Regions from separate parts of the Sus scrofa genome. Here region 2 is linked to region 1. Evidence: chromatin contacts called from public Hi-C data. All regions are on one chromosome and are shown on one strand. Each heading gives the region's core, a stretch centred on a gene start, on an enhancer-like site or on the middle of the called end of the contact. The rest is flanking DNA. Distances are from core to core; before and after follow the strand shown. Region 1 overlaps GRB10 (growth factor receptor bound protein 10). Region 2 overlaps COBL (protein cordon-bleu).

What was found. A called contact is a pair of places that touch in the nucleus more often than the background predicts.
Region 2: a contact with region 1 is called in a Hi-C map of skeletal muscle, with 2.7 times the contacts expected there. The contact joins two enhancer-like sites. A contact is called at or near these places in 1 of 47 Hi-C or Micro-C datasets (skeletal muscle) and 1 of 2 datasets of contacts at active chromatin or transcription factors (skeletal muscle).

The regions. Positions count from the first base shown.
Region 1 is chr9:136,635,791-136,642,592 of Sscrofa11.1, forward strand. GRB10 (growth factor receptor bound protein 10) reads right to left here. Exons shown (of 19, transcript NM_001134965.1): 7 at 4,824-4,965. Among named protein-coding and RNA genes, the nearest start is that of DDC, 68 kb to the left of the region's middle. Within about 2 kb of position 3,356, at least 19 of the 83 cell types and tissues checked have an H3K27ac peak or open chromatin away from gene starts, as enhancers often do. A contact at or near this core is called in skeletal muscle, where this site is marked.
Region 2 is chr9:137,020,275-137,027,076 of Sscrofa11.1, forward strand. The region is part of intron 1 of COBL (protein cordon-bleu); the gene reads right to left. Among named protein-coding and RNA genes, the nearest start is that of COBL, 32 kb to the right of the region's middle. Within about 2 kb of position 3,502, at least 9 of the 83 cell types and tissues checked have an H3K27ac peak or open chromatin away from gene starts, as enhancers often do. A contact at or near this core is called in skeletal muscle, where this site is marked.

The DNA.
Region 1 (6,802 bases), core at 2,106-4,605:
TGGTGAAAGTACAGTGATTCTTCCCATGAAAGCTATCAATGATTTAAGTGTCCACTGTCCCAACACACCTGCCAACTCCAGATATCAAGAGATACTTAATGCTGTCATAGAGGGTCCTGAGCTTTAGGGAATTTCTATTTGCAAGACCAGTGCTCTAACCCCTGAGCTATGGAGCCAAGAATTTCTGTTCAAAAAGATATTTACGGGGAATTCCCGTCACGGCACAGCGGAAACAAATCCGACTAGGAACCATGAGGTTGCAGGTTCAATCCCTGACCTCGCTCTGTGGGTTAAGGATCTGGCGTTGCTGTGAGCTGTGGTGTAGGTCCCAGATGTGGCTTGGATCTGGCATTGCTGTGGCTGTGGTGGAGGCCAGCAGCTGTAGCTCTGATGAGACCCCTAGCCTGGGAGCCTCCGTACGCCACGGCCCTAAAAAGACAAACAAATAAATAAATTAACTAAATGAAAAGATATTTATAGTCCAGAGAAAGCCAGGGGTTGGGATCTCACAAGAGGTTCTTGAGATACCCTCCTGTCTCACACTTAGCGACGCACACAGCCCAGAGCGCACGGCAGACACGGCTCCCCACCTGCACCGCATCCCTTGTTCAGACGGAAACACAGGCGTGGGAAGAGGGTCACCTTGGGGCTCTGGAATGTTCTCAGGCTGCACCCCTCAGTGGGCTCTGAAACACCTCGGTTTGGGCACTACTCCCAGAAGTCTGAGGGATGGGCTTCACCTTTTAAGAACCATCTAGGCCAATTCTGCCTCCCTCCCCAGAGCGGGTTCTGCGGGAAGCCGGCCGTGGACAAAGCGGCTCTGTGATCCTAAGTGTCTGAGAGGCTGAGTCAGCCTAAAACGCAGCTTTTCCTCTGCTTAGGATGCCTCAGAGCCTCCAAAACCCAGTGTGGAACGCAAATTTCCAAGGAGGTGACGAAGCCAAGGGCATTCTGAGGGCTTGGAAAGCGGAAGTCCCTGATTCCTTCCGCCTGAGGGACCCCACAAAGCCTGGCTGCCTGATTCTCCCTGGGGGACCCCACGAAGTCTGGCTCCCCAATATCCCCAGGAGACCCAACAAAGCCTGGCTCCCCAATTTTCCCTAGGGGCCCGCACAGATCCTGGAGGCCAGTGGTGCTGCTTCTGTGGTGGAGCTGCAGGGTCTGGCTGCCCTGTTGCTCCCCTGTCGCTGTATGGCATTTCCAGAGGGGCCACAGAGCCCACCCCCCTTCATATGAAACCCAGTCCCCAGGCTCCGCAGCCGCAGTCCCCAGGCTGGCTCACCCCAGAAGGAGCAGCACTTTCCCACCAAGCCCCAGGGCCTCTTCTGAGAGGCTGCTCCCTCAGAAGAGCTCCTGCTTAAGTGGAAAAAAGCTTCCTGACTCCCGCCCTCTGCGGGACCAAGGCGCTTAATCAGAAACGTGTGCTGCGCTCACGCTGCCTCTCACACAAAAGCATCCTTCCCAGCAGCGAACGGAGGACCCACAGGCTCTGGACTCATCCAGGCCAAGTCCTGCCTCCGCTTCCAGCCCAAGTACTGCAGCTTCTGGGCATGGTGTGGCCCCACGTGGGAACCGTCTGCTCTCTGCCGTGTGGACACGAGCAGTGACCACCTTGAGACAGGTGCTAAAGCACCCGGCCCTTCCCGATAGGACCCGGACCTGCACGTGACCACAGTACCACGTGACACATGGAAAGCCTCTCCCTGGGCCAGGCAATGCATCCTTCTGCTCCGGTGACCCTCTTAAGACAGAAGTTACCCTTACTTCTCACGGTTCTGGAGCCCGGGGTCGGGGTCAAAGGGCGCAGGTGGGGCTCTGGTGAGGACACTGAGGCCTGTCTGCTGCTGTGCTCTCACCCTGTCCTCACTGGTGCTCCCCTTCTACTGCCACCCCAGGACCCCTCCCTAGGCCCGAACCTAAGGCCATGGCAGCAGGGCTGGGCTCTAACACAGGCACCCCAGGAACGCAGACGTGCAGCCCACGCGGCACCCCGACCGCCAGGATGCCCTCAGCTCGGGCCAGCCCAGGACGCCTCTCCCACAGCCCATGGCCAGGATGCGACCGCAGAGTGGACACAGCCCCAGGTGGGGGCAGCGTGGGAGAACTTCCAGGCTTCGCCTGGTGCCTCGTGCGGAGAACGCCGGTGGCTCCGGGGACATCCAGTCCTTCCAGGCAGGCGATGCCTCCTCAACTCCCCCCCGTTGCTGTTCTGCCTTCCTCAGAGATGGCGGCTGCTGTCACTGTCACAGGAGGGTCCTTGTGGGCGGGGCCCACACTGCAGCCAACCAGCTCGCTTCAGGGTCTGGCAGAGGGCCTGGCACACAGTAGGCTGCAAAGGGCCCAGCCTGCAGGCCTATAGGGCAGTCGGGCTGGAGCTGTGGCAGAGCCGGCTGCAGCAGTGAACCCGAGCCTCGGCTGTCTGGGGCTGGCCTGCCAGGGGGGCTTCGGGTCCTGCCTGCAGCCACGGGGCTGTCCTGCCACGCAGTGTTACCCGGGGAGTGGGACAGTACTGTCACACGTCACATCGCATCACAGTGGCTGCTTTCCAGGCAGGCCTGCGATCCACACCTGCCCACACCCGCCTCACTGAGCAGCCACCCATGGTTGCAGAGCAAGAACCAGGGCGCGGGGGAGGAGGCCCTGCCCTGTCCGAGATGGATCTAGAAGGCGCTGGCGAGAAGGCGGGGCTGCCTGACCCCCTCGCTCCTCCCGCCCCTCTGACCAGAGACCAGACAGAGGTCCCACGGCTCCCGGCTCCTCCCAGACGCTAACACTTTCCTCCTGCCCAGGGGACCTCCAGGGAAGGAGGCGGCATTGGGTGGCCCCAGGCGTCCCGCGAGTTGCGTCCCTTTTTATGCCACCTCAGCACTGGGAGGGGACGCCAACCCCAGCTGCTTCCTCTGACTTTGCAGCAAGAGGAAGAAGGGCAGCTTTCTCCCTCCCTCGGGGAGCAGCAAAGGAGGCCCCGCTCCCGTCACGGTCCGCCCCGGAGGCTGAGCAGCAGCTCCGGGCAGCCGGGCATCACCGCCCCCAGAACACATGCTTCAGGGTATCCCTCTTCTGCGGGACAGAAACGCCCTTCGAGCCAGCTCAGCGCCACGCAGAAGCCCAGGTTCCCCACGCCTGCAAAGCACGGGGGCGCCCTTCCTGGCTGCTGGGCCCCGAGGGCTGGAGGAACCTGGACAGAAACACAGGCACCCATGCAGCGTTCTCGTGGGGAACCAACTCTGATCCCAAGAAAAACAGCAGGCAGAATTCCTGGGTTTCCTGATCCTGCTTCCAGACTTGGACGGTCCATGGGGGTGGAGGCCTGTGTTCCTGCCAGCCACTGAGTGAGCCAGATACTATTTCCGTGGTCTTATTTTAGGATGGGAAGGCTGTAAACAAGCTCCGTGCCCAGGCCACAGACAGCGTGTCTAGACCCTCTTACTTGCAACAGAAGGTCAATGGGAAGGCAGCCTTCCCAGATGTACGTCAGGCATGTGACAAGTGCCACCGCCCCAGGCTCCAGACAGAGGCCCCACCTCACCTCCTGGGGGCTGACGGGGGCGGGGGCTGCCAGGGCAGAAGGGGAGCTGCCCTGGGGACTGCCTCCCTCCCCCCAGGGCAGACCCCAGGGCCCCAGGGGGTGGGTTTGCAAAAGAAGGACAAGGCCCATCTGGCCTTGAGGACGCCGAGGGCGGAAAAGTGCAGAGAAGAAGAGGGCGGCTCTCGCAGAAAAGGCAGGGAAGTGGCCGAGGTCCACGGGGCAGAGAGGACAGCAAGTTCCCAGGACATGCCTGGTTTAGTGGCTGGAATCAGAGTGCCCGACCCTCGGGTCAGCCCCACCCCCCAGCTCCATCACATACCTACCCCTCCAGCTCCACCACCCACACCTGCTCCCTCCCCAGCTCCACCACCCACACCCGCCCCCCAGCTCCACTGCTCACACCAGCAAACCCCCCACCACTAGCTCCACCACCCACACTGGGTCAGCCCCCTGCAGCTCCACCACTCACACAGGCTCTAGCCCCCACCCCCAGTTCTACCACGCCCCCTGCAGCTCCACCATTCAAATCACTCCCAAGCTCCATCACCCACTCCGGTTCCCCCAGTAGCTCCACCACTGACCGCCGGGCAGTAGAGACCACAGATGCTGTTGGCATCATCGTTGTTACCATTATCACCCCCCACACACCCTGGCAGAGCATCGCTGGGTCTCCCTCCCAAGCCTGCAGCCCACCCTGCCAACAGGGGATGGCGGGCGGTTTGACCTTGGACACGGTACTGAAACTCAGCCTCCGTTTCCCACCTCGGGGGTGACGGCTGTGTAACAGGCAGCACAGTTTGACTTTAAGGTAGAAACTGCTGGTTTAAAAAGGTGCTGGCATCTTCTGGGTCCAGTCAAGATTATACGGAGCGGATCATACTGAGAGTCAGGAATGTTGCAAAGCGTCCAGCCCGGGTGCCCAGGAGGCCCAGCATTTAAGGGCTCAGTATGCAGACAAAGACGACAGTGGAGACATGTCCCCGGGGAACTGAAATTCATCTTTCAGCACCAAATTACTACTACCACTATCATTCACCATTTTTATGAGACTCTTCTGTAACATCTAAACATCTAACACATCCCAAAGGTTGTCTCTAAAACGTCCCCGACCTAAGTGGAGTTGTGGCCGATGGATTAAAAAGCCTCATGAAGCTACAAGTCTGGCAGCAACGGGAAAAGACCGAGAAGCAGAGATCCCACAACTTCCCTCCCTTCTTCCCAAAGTAAAAAGCCAGCTCACCCGTCTCAGCCCCATGCCCGAGCAGCCTGACGCTCAAACCAGAGGTGGGCTTACCTGCTTGGCAGCGGCCTGGCCTGGCGGTAAGGAGCCGGGCGAGAGCACAGGGGGGCTCCCGGGGCCACAGAGCTCGGGGAAGGGGTTGGGGATGGCAGGCAGCGACGAGGTCCTAAACTGCTGGTCCTCCTCCTGCAGGCGCCTGTGACAGGAGAGACAACCTCGTTACAAGCTGCCGCCGGCTCTAGGCCCAGGACCAGGTCAGAGCTGCTGGCGCCTCCACGTTCATACCGCTGCACTCACGGCCGTCAAACGGGGGAGCAACCTCGGTCCACTGTCGGGGAACGCACGATAGAGGCTGGTGCAAACGTGCAGGGGGCTGTCAGCCTCAGCAGGAAGGGGATTCTGACACAGCTGCCACGCGGATGAGCTCCGAGGACACTGCTAAGTGAACCCAGCCCGTCACCACTTCAACCGAGCACCGAGGACAGGCACATTCAGAGAGGCAGAAATAGAGCAGGGGGGCCAGGGGCTGGGGACACGGAGAATGGGAGCCAGTGTTTAACGGGGATGGGGTGTTGGATCTGCAGGATGAAAGTGTTCTGGATCTAGAAGAAATAGGGGAGATGGCCCCCCTTTTAGTATTTATTTATTTATGGCCGCACCTGCGGCATACGGAAGTTCCCAGGCCAGGGACCGAACCCCTGCCACAGCTATGACCTGCGGCAACACCGGGTCCCTTAACCCATGGCACTGGGCCGGGGATCAAACCTGCACCTCCACAGCAACCTGAGCCGCTGCGGTGGGATTCCTAACTCACCCCACCGCATGCCAGAGAGCTCAGCCATGCTGGTAACACAGCCCGATCTTCCGTAGCAGCTTGTTTGTGGCAGGGCATCCAGGTGACACACAGGGTCTGTGTCACACAGAGCGAGAGGGGAGGAGCTCCCACCTCGCTCACCTCCCAGCCCCCAAGCTACCGCTAACCAGTGACCCGCTGGAGAGTGTTCATTTCATTCCAAATTTCAGCTCAAGAGCCTGACTGTCTGATGCTCTCGTTCACAAAAGCGTCTCCTTTAGGAGGCTGTTTCGAGCCTTTTATATCTTTTTTTTTTTTTTTTTTTGGCTGTGCCCACCGGCGTGCAGAAGTTCCTGGACCAGGGATGGCACCCACACCACAGCAGTGACCAGAGCCACAGTGCCTGCTAGGCCACCAGGGAACTCGAGTGTTTAAAAAAAAAAAAATCCTGTTTTTTTAGGGCAGTGAAATTACTCCCACGATACCATGCGATTGGGTCCCCATCATCATATCCATTTGTCCAAACCAGAGACCACAGAGCATCGCCAGCCAGCCCAGGGTGGTGGGGGGCACGGGCTCCAGGGGACAACGACAGTGATGAGGCTTGTCAGGGACAACAAGGCACCCCTCCCCGACGTGGGATGCTGATAGCAAGGGGGGGCTGTGTTCACAGGGAGGGAATGTGGGGGGGGTGTCCCAGCATCTGCCTCTCCATTTTGCTATGAGCCTAAAATAAAATGATGCTACTGAAGCGGCCAGACACGGAACATACATGCACCATTCCACACACAACAAACACCCAGAACAGACCCTCCACGGGGCTGTGGGGAGGGAGGGAAAGAGGTCTGGGCCCCTCGGGAGATGGAGATGCTCCAGAACCAGGCGGGGATGGGGGACAGGGGGCGCCCCCGGGGGTGCATCCCCCCCACCGCCCCCCGCACAGTGCTGGGCATGTACTAAACGCCACTACCCACACAGTCTAAAGTGATTCAGTTCAAGTTGGGTGAATTTTACTGCAATAAATTACATTCAAATATTGGGGAAGAAAGTCCCATGTTGACTCAGAGCAGTTCACAAGCATCACCCAGAGCAAAACTAAGGGACATTAGACGGGGCTGAGGAGAGTCCTGCTCAAGAGGCCTGTGGCCCAGGTCCGCCCTTGCACCACTAGCCGGCGACCCGGGCAGGGCTGGGATGCGGCCTGGAGCAGGACCGGGAGGCAGGCTGGGCCGCGCTCCTG
Region 2 (6,802 bases), core at 2,252-4,751, 380 kb after region 1:
CGGCACTTTTTCGACTTCTCTCTTGACAGCTGCAGTCTCCTCCACCCCCCTCTGCCACACACGACTGTCCTGGGAGCTGGGGGGCTGCCCTCCGGCCGGCGGCTCCACGGTTCCGTCCACCCAAGGGGCGATTCTGTTGGCCCCACACTGCTTGTACCAGCAGCACCTGCCTGTTCTGATCATGTTATTTAGATAAAGTGTACAGAAGCCAATGGGTGGAAGAGAAAGAATATGATTACGTTTGTGTAACCTAAGGTAAATGCTTAAGGAAGGCAAAGTAGGTTGCTCTGGATGAATGAATGAATGAATGGATGGATGAAGTTTACTTAGGAGGCAGAGAGCCAACTAAAAAGGAGGCAGGTTCAATCCCTGGCCTTGCTCAGTGGGTTAAACATCCAGCGTTGCTGTGAGCTGTGGTGTAGGTTGCAGATACAGCTCAGATCCCAAATTGCTGTGGCTGTGGCATAGGCTGGCAGCTGAAGCTCCGATAGGACCCCTAGCCTGGGAATCACCATATGATGTGGGTTTAGCCTTAAAGAGCAAAAAGAAAAAGGTGTTGGGAGCAATACAGCAGGCACCACAATTTAAAAATCTCCCCCTTTACCAAGAAACAAGCCCATGTCTACAGGGACAGTCCTGAGAAAACCATGCTAGAGAGCAGGTAACCAGGTAACTGAGGCTGACTTACCTTCTGACACTTGCTTGCGTTGTAGAAGGGAAATTATCACCCTGCCCCAAAGGCAGCTCTTGCCTCCTGAGCAATTGGGCAGCTACATTAACGGAGTATTTATAGTGAATGGAATAATACAGCATTTAAAGTCAAGATCCTAAAATGAATTAAAAGCTTCACCGGAGAGACAAGCTAACATGACCTGTTTGAAAACCATTACCTTGCCTAATTCAACAATCAAATCCACGGTGACAAGCTCCAGTACGCCCGCAGGCCTCCCCCACTGCAGGAAAGGCCCGGCCGGACACCAGGGAGATGCAAGAACCAGTCGCATTTGTGTCCATCTTTGAGGTGTAAATCTCCTCGAGCCCCTCTGTATGTCTCTCTGCAGTCACGCTGCATGAAGCTGAAGCAGTTCTCAGGGACGAGGTTCAGAATCCCCTTCTCACAATAAGAACCTGTAGATTGGTGGGGAACCCGCACTTCCAGATGGATCTGATGAGGCCACGGCCAACAGGGCTGAACTGTGCCTCAGTGTTGGCCCCTGGGGTTCCCAGCCCATTGCCTCCCCTGTCCCCAGAGCAGATACGGGGGGAGGGAGGGCTGGGGAGTGAAGCCCCAGCAAAGACAAGGAGTCGTGCCTGCAAATCGGTGTCTCCACCATCACCATCTGGGAGCAGATGGGCAGGCAGAGGCCGGGGAGACGCTGGAGCCCCCTGGGATCATGTGGGAAGCTTGCAAAATTACAGGTGCCCGGGCTGCTGGGAGGGGAGACTGATGCAGCAACAGCAGCCGCATCAGCTGGAAGCATCCCCTGCGCCCCCCCCCCCCCCGTGAGTTTAGAACAATCCAAGACCTAGAGAACAGACTAGTGTTGCCAAGGAGGAGGGAGTGGGGTGGACGGGGAGTCTGGGGTTGGTAGGTGTCAACTCTCACGTTTAGGAAGGATAAGCAAGGAGCTCCTGCTGTGCGGTCGGTGGAAGATAATACGAGAGAGGGAAAGGACACGCGTGTGACGGGGTCCCTGTGCTGGGCTGCAGAAGTGACACAACGCCGCAGATCAACGACACTGCCGTTAAGAATGATGCATATTTAAAAAATTATCCAGGGGTTAGAAGTTCCAGCTGTCACCTCACGGTGGAAAATAAAGGCAACAATCTCTCTTTTTTTTTTTTTCTTTTTTTTTCCAGCCAGAGTGTCTGGGGAGCCTGATGACATTCTGGAGCCGCCAGTTCCCCCCTTTCTTTTCCGACCTGCCCTGGGAGGGTTTGGGGGTTCCCCGTGTTAGCAAAGCCGCCCTCATCATCTTATTTAATCTTCATTGGCCCTGAGCTTCCTTCTTTTTCCTGGGAAGCGTCCTCTGGGGTAGATGCGGGAGGCTGCAGAGAGGACCCCTGAACCACAGGAGGGTGGGGGCGCTGTTTCCTGTGGGCTGCTTCAGCCAGCAGGAGAGCCAGCACCCCTCCTATCTGAGAGTGCCTACCCCATCCCCTCCCCCGCAGTGGGCCTCTTGGTCCCTGGTTTTCCGTCCCTGCTGCTCTTTCTCCAGCCCCTCCTGCTCCCTCTTCCGAAGGCTGACCCCTTTCCTCCTTCCTGCCCCATTCCCACCTACCCAATCGAGAACCCAACTCCAGAAGGAGAGGCTATCTTTAATTTTTCAGATGTGTAAGACAGACAACTTCACAAAGAATCCGAGAAACCGTATTTGAAATAACTTGTTAGTTTTTCCCCAATTACAGTCATAGTCACTTTTTTTATTTTAGAAATATAATGATTAAAAAAGCTATTTAAAATTTTTTCTTTCAGATAGTGTCATTTATTTTTACTCTATATGTAATCTTTTACTCCCACATATGTCATCCTTAATTAAGAAAAAATTGTGATCTTGATTTGCCTCAGTGACCTACGTGTGTACAACTGATAACAAATAACAGATGGACAGACAGTCGGTGGCCCGGTGGATGGACAGCTGGACACAGCGAGGACGCCTCGCTCTCGCTCCACTGCGCTTCCCATGCTGTCAAATGCAGGTGACAACAGGGCCCCCCTTCCAGGCTGCTACGAGAACCCACTACCGTGGCATCCTGCGCACACACTGGGCACCGAGCTGACCCAAGGCGTCGGGAAGGAGCGGGGTGGGCGCCCACCTCCCTTCTCTGCAAGCTTTTTGAACATCCCAGAGCTGCCTGTGGGGACCTCGTGAGGGGAGAGAGGGTGGTTGGTCCACACCCCAGAACGGATCCGTTTTGTGTCTTTACCTATCTCTCTGTGCCTACAGGCAGCCAAGGAGACAAGAAGTGCGGCCCCTGGGGACGCCGAAAGGACAATCCTATCTCCGGACCAAAACCATAGTGGCCAACCTGGGTGCCAGCGCCGCAACCCCAGGATGTCAGTACTCGTATCAAGTGATACATAAATTTAGAAGCCGCACATTCACAGAAACTCCCACGCACACGCGCAGCAAACAGGGCGAACCTGATCCCGAGATGAGCTGAATTGAGCACCAGCCCCAGGGAGGGCGCTCCCATTTATGGCCACCGATCCCCTCCTTCGGCCGCACCGGAGACAAGGGCACTATATTTAGACGGATCGTGATTCCGGCTCCAGAGCCAGGAGCGCAGAGCAGCCTCTGCCGGGCGCTCCTCCAAAAGCAAAACGCCGGCAGACACAACAAAATAAAACAGCAGCTACCAGCTGTAGACCCGGGATGGGGGCCCCCCCGCAGGGGACGTGTTTTCCTTGCGGATTTCAACCTGGAGACCACTGGGCCCCCTCTGCCAGGCCTGGCTGCCGCACACGCGCACATCGCCTCTCCCGAGCCTGCGAGCAACCCTACAGCTGTCGTCATTCTCCTGTTACCAGCAGGCCCCACCCTGCCACCAGCTCAGCACCGAGAGCCTAATGATCACAGGACTTGGTTTTTGAAAACCTCGGTGATTTACTGAGAGGCCACACTGCAAATTTCCAGGAAAGGCATTGCATGCATTTTAAATACTAAGCTAAATCGTGAAGTTTCAACGTTTTCTAAAATGATCTACCAAGACGCAGGTCATTCTAATAAGGATCCAGAAAACATGCAGAGGACGCTAGCGGGCAGCCACGCTCTCACTACAAACCACATGCATGAAAGGACTCTATTTCCAGAGGTGCGCTATTTTTTCTTTGACAGTTTTATGTTTTCGAATAAACTGCCTGAAATTTTCAACTGTATTTACTAAGCCCCACAATTATTAGTTTCATATGAGATGCTTTGACACGTCTTTTTAACATAAGGCTTTAGGAATTCACGTCGTGGCACAGAGGTTAACGAATCCGACTAGGCACCATGAGGTTGCGGGTTCGATCCCTGGCCTTGCTCAGTGGGTTAAGAATCTGGCATTGCCGTGAGCTGTGGTGTAGGTCACAGAGGCGGCTCGTATCCTGCATTGCTGTGGCTCTGGCGTAGGGCTGTGGCTGCAGCTCTGATTAGACCCCTAGCCTGGGAACCTCCACATGCCACGGGTGTGGCCCTAGAAAAGGCAAAAAGACAAATAAATAAATAAGTAAAATAAGACTATTTTTTAGAGCAGCTTTTTGTTTTTTGGGTTTTTTTTGTTTGTTTGTTTTTGGCCACCCTGTGGCATGTGGAATGCTTCAGCCAGGGATCAGATCTGAGCCACAGTGGCCACCTAACGCCACATCTGCGGTAACTCTGGATCCTTTTAACTCACTGTGCCCAGCCAGGGATTGAACCTGTGTCCTGGCACTGCAGAGACACTGCTGATCCTGTTGAGCCACAGCAGAAACTCCTGGCGCAGTTTTAGATTTACAGCAAAAATCAGCAGAAGCACAGCAGTTTCTCAAAGAAGCCCCTGTCCTCCCCACCACAGCCTCTGCCACCAGCACCACCTGCAGCACAGTGGTACCTTTGTCGGAACTGATCAACCTGCATTAGCATCATTATCACCCTGAAACGCTGGCCTGCATGAGACTCCACTGTTGGGGTTACAGATTGTAGGGGTTTAGACAAATATACAAGGATGCATCCACTGTGACAGTGTTTTACGGAGCAGTGACACCAATTAGATGACACTTAGTCCCCCATGTCATCCTTCCTCTTCTCCCTAACTCCTTAACCAGGCAGCCACTCGTCTTTTTACTGTCTCTGTAGTTTTGTCTTTTCTAGAAAGTCATATATTAAGAGTCCCAGGAGTTCCCGTGGTGGCTCAGTGGTTAACGAATCCGACTAGGAACCATGAGGTTGTGGGTTCAATCCCTGGCCTCGCTCAGTGGGTTAAGGACCCGGCGTTGCCGTGGGCTGTGGTGTAGTTTGCAGACACGGCTCAGATCCCGAATTGCTGTGGCTCTGGCATAGGCTGGCAGCTACAGCTCTGATTGGACCCCTGGCCTGGGAACGTCCATATGCCACTGGAGTGGCCCAAGAAAAATGGCAAAAAGACCAAAAAAGAGTCCCAGTGTGTGGTCTTTTCAGATGAACGTCTTTCACTTAGTAATGCTTTTAAGGTTCTTCATGTCTTTCTTGGCCTCGTAGCTCACTTCCTTTTGCTGTCGAATAATATTCTGCTGTCTGGATGTACCAGGCACATGGATGTTAGAGGAAAAAGCCAGTGGCTCTGAGGGAATAAGCGCACTACGTCCTGTCCCTGGGACTCAGTGCAGTGATAGAGCCTGGCCAGAGGCACAGAGCAGTGACCTGGGAACTCGGAGAAATAAACAGTAACCGGTGAATTGGGGATAAAGCCTGGAATTATCAGTGCCACCAAACAAGTGCTTGGTTTGCTTTTTTCCAGTCCTGGACTCGATGCAGCTGGAAGTCTGCAGAGGGCAAAGGCAGGGATAGAGTATGGCCAGGAGAAACTCTCTTAGGCCTGCTCCAGGAGCAAGAGCGGGTTCCCCAGTGCTCAGAGAGAGTGAGGAATACTCCTGAATGCTCAGCTCCCACCCCAAGCAGCCCCGTGGAGGCAGAGGTGCTGGCTGGGGCCCAAAGGACCCAGATGCTGTAAGAGAGAGGAGCTGTGGTTCCAAGAGGGTGGGGTAAACCCCACTGCTTTTCCCCTCTCTGTCCTTCTGCTGCTTTGCCCTCAAAGTGGGCAGGCACAGGATGTGCACCTCAGAGCATGGTAAACGGATCCCTGGTTTTCTGGCTGGAGGACCCAGACAGAGAGCCTAGAGAAGCAGACAGCCCTGGGAGACCGTGGGGAAGGAAGAGCTCAGAAAACTCCATGAGGTCTATCACTGTATTGACTCCCAGAAGCATCTCCAAAGTGCACATATGTGGACCTGACTCTTAGTAGCAACCATGTGCTTCGAGTACTGGACTATGAGACAAACGACCTGCCAGGTCCCAGACTTTCCAAACATGGGAAAGAGCTGAAAGCTTTGTAAGCGGAAATGACACAGAAACAGTAACCATGGAAAGCATGGCAGAAATTTTAGGCTGAGCTCAATTGAGTCAATTGCTTGATAAAACAAAGGGAGCAATATTCCCATAAGATTTAAATAAAAGTCAGAATAGCATAACGTAATATTCAAGGGGTCTAGGAAACAATCCAAATTTTCTCATTTCAATTCATAAGGGGAAAAGACAACCACTAGATGCCATACTGAGATGACCCATTGATTGGAATTGTCTGGTGGAGACTTTCGAGCAACTGCTATAAATGCTCTCCAACAAGTAAGAGCTAACACATTTGAAATGAGTGGCAACACAGGAAGTCACAGCAAAGAAACAGAAGCCCCAAAGAAAAACCAAAAGGAAATTTAAGATTTGAAAATACGATCACTGAAATTAAAAATTCATTAGATAGGTTCAAGAGCAGATGCACTGATTTCACATACGTGTCAACATAAACTCTCCAATTTGAATAATCTAAACAGAAATGACAGACAAAAATGAACAGACTCGGGAACCCATCAGACAACACTAAAAGGTTTAATATGCATGTTGACAGAGTTCCAGAAAGAGAGGAGAAGAAACGTGTTGCAGAAAAAAATATGTTAAGAAACAATGACGGAAAACTCTCCATATTGAATGAAAGACATAAGCCTACAGAGCCACGAAGTTCAATAAACTGCATACGAGACAAAAATAAACCCCCACAAGTATGCTATACTCAAACTACCTAAAAATAA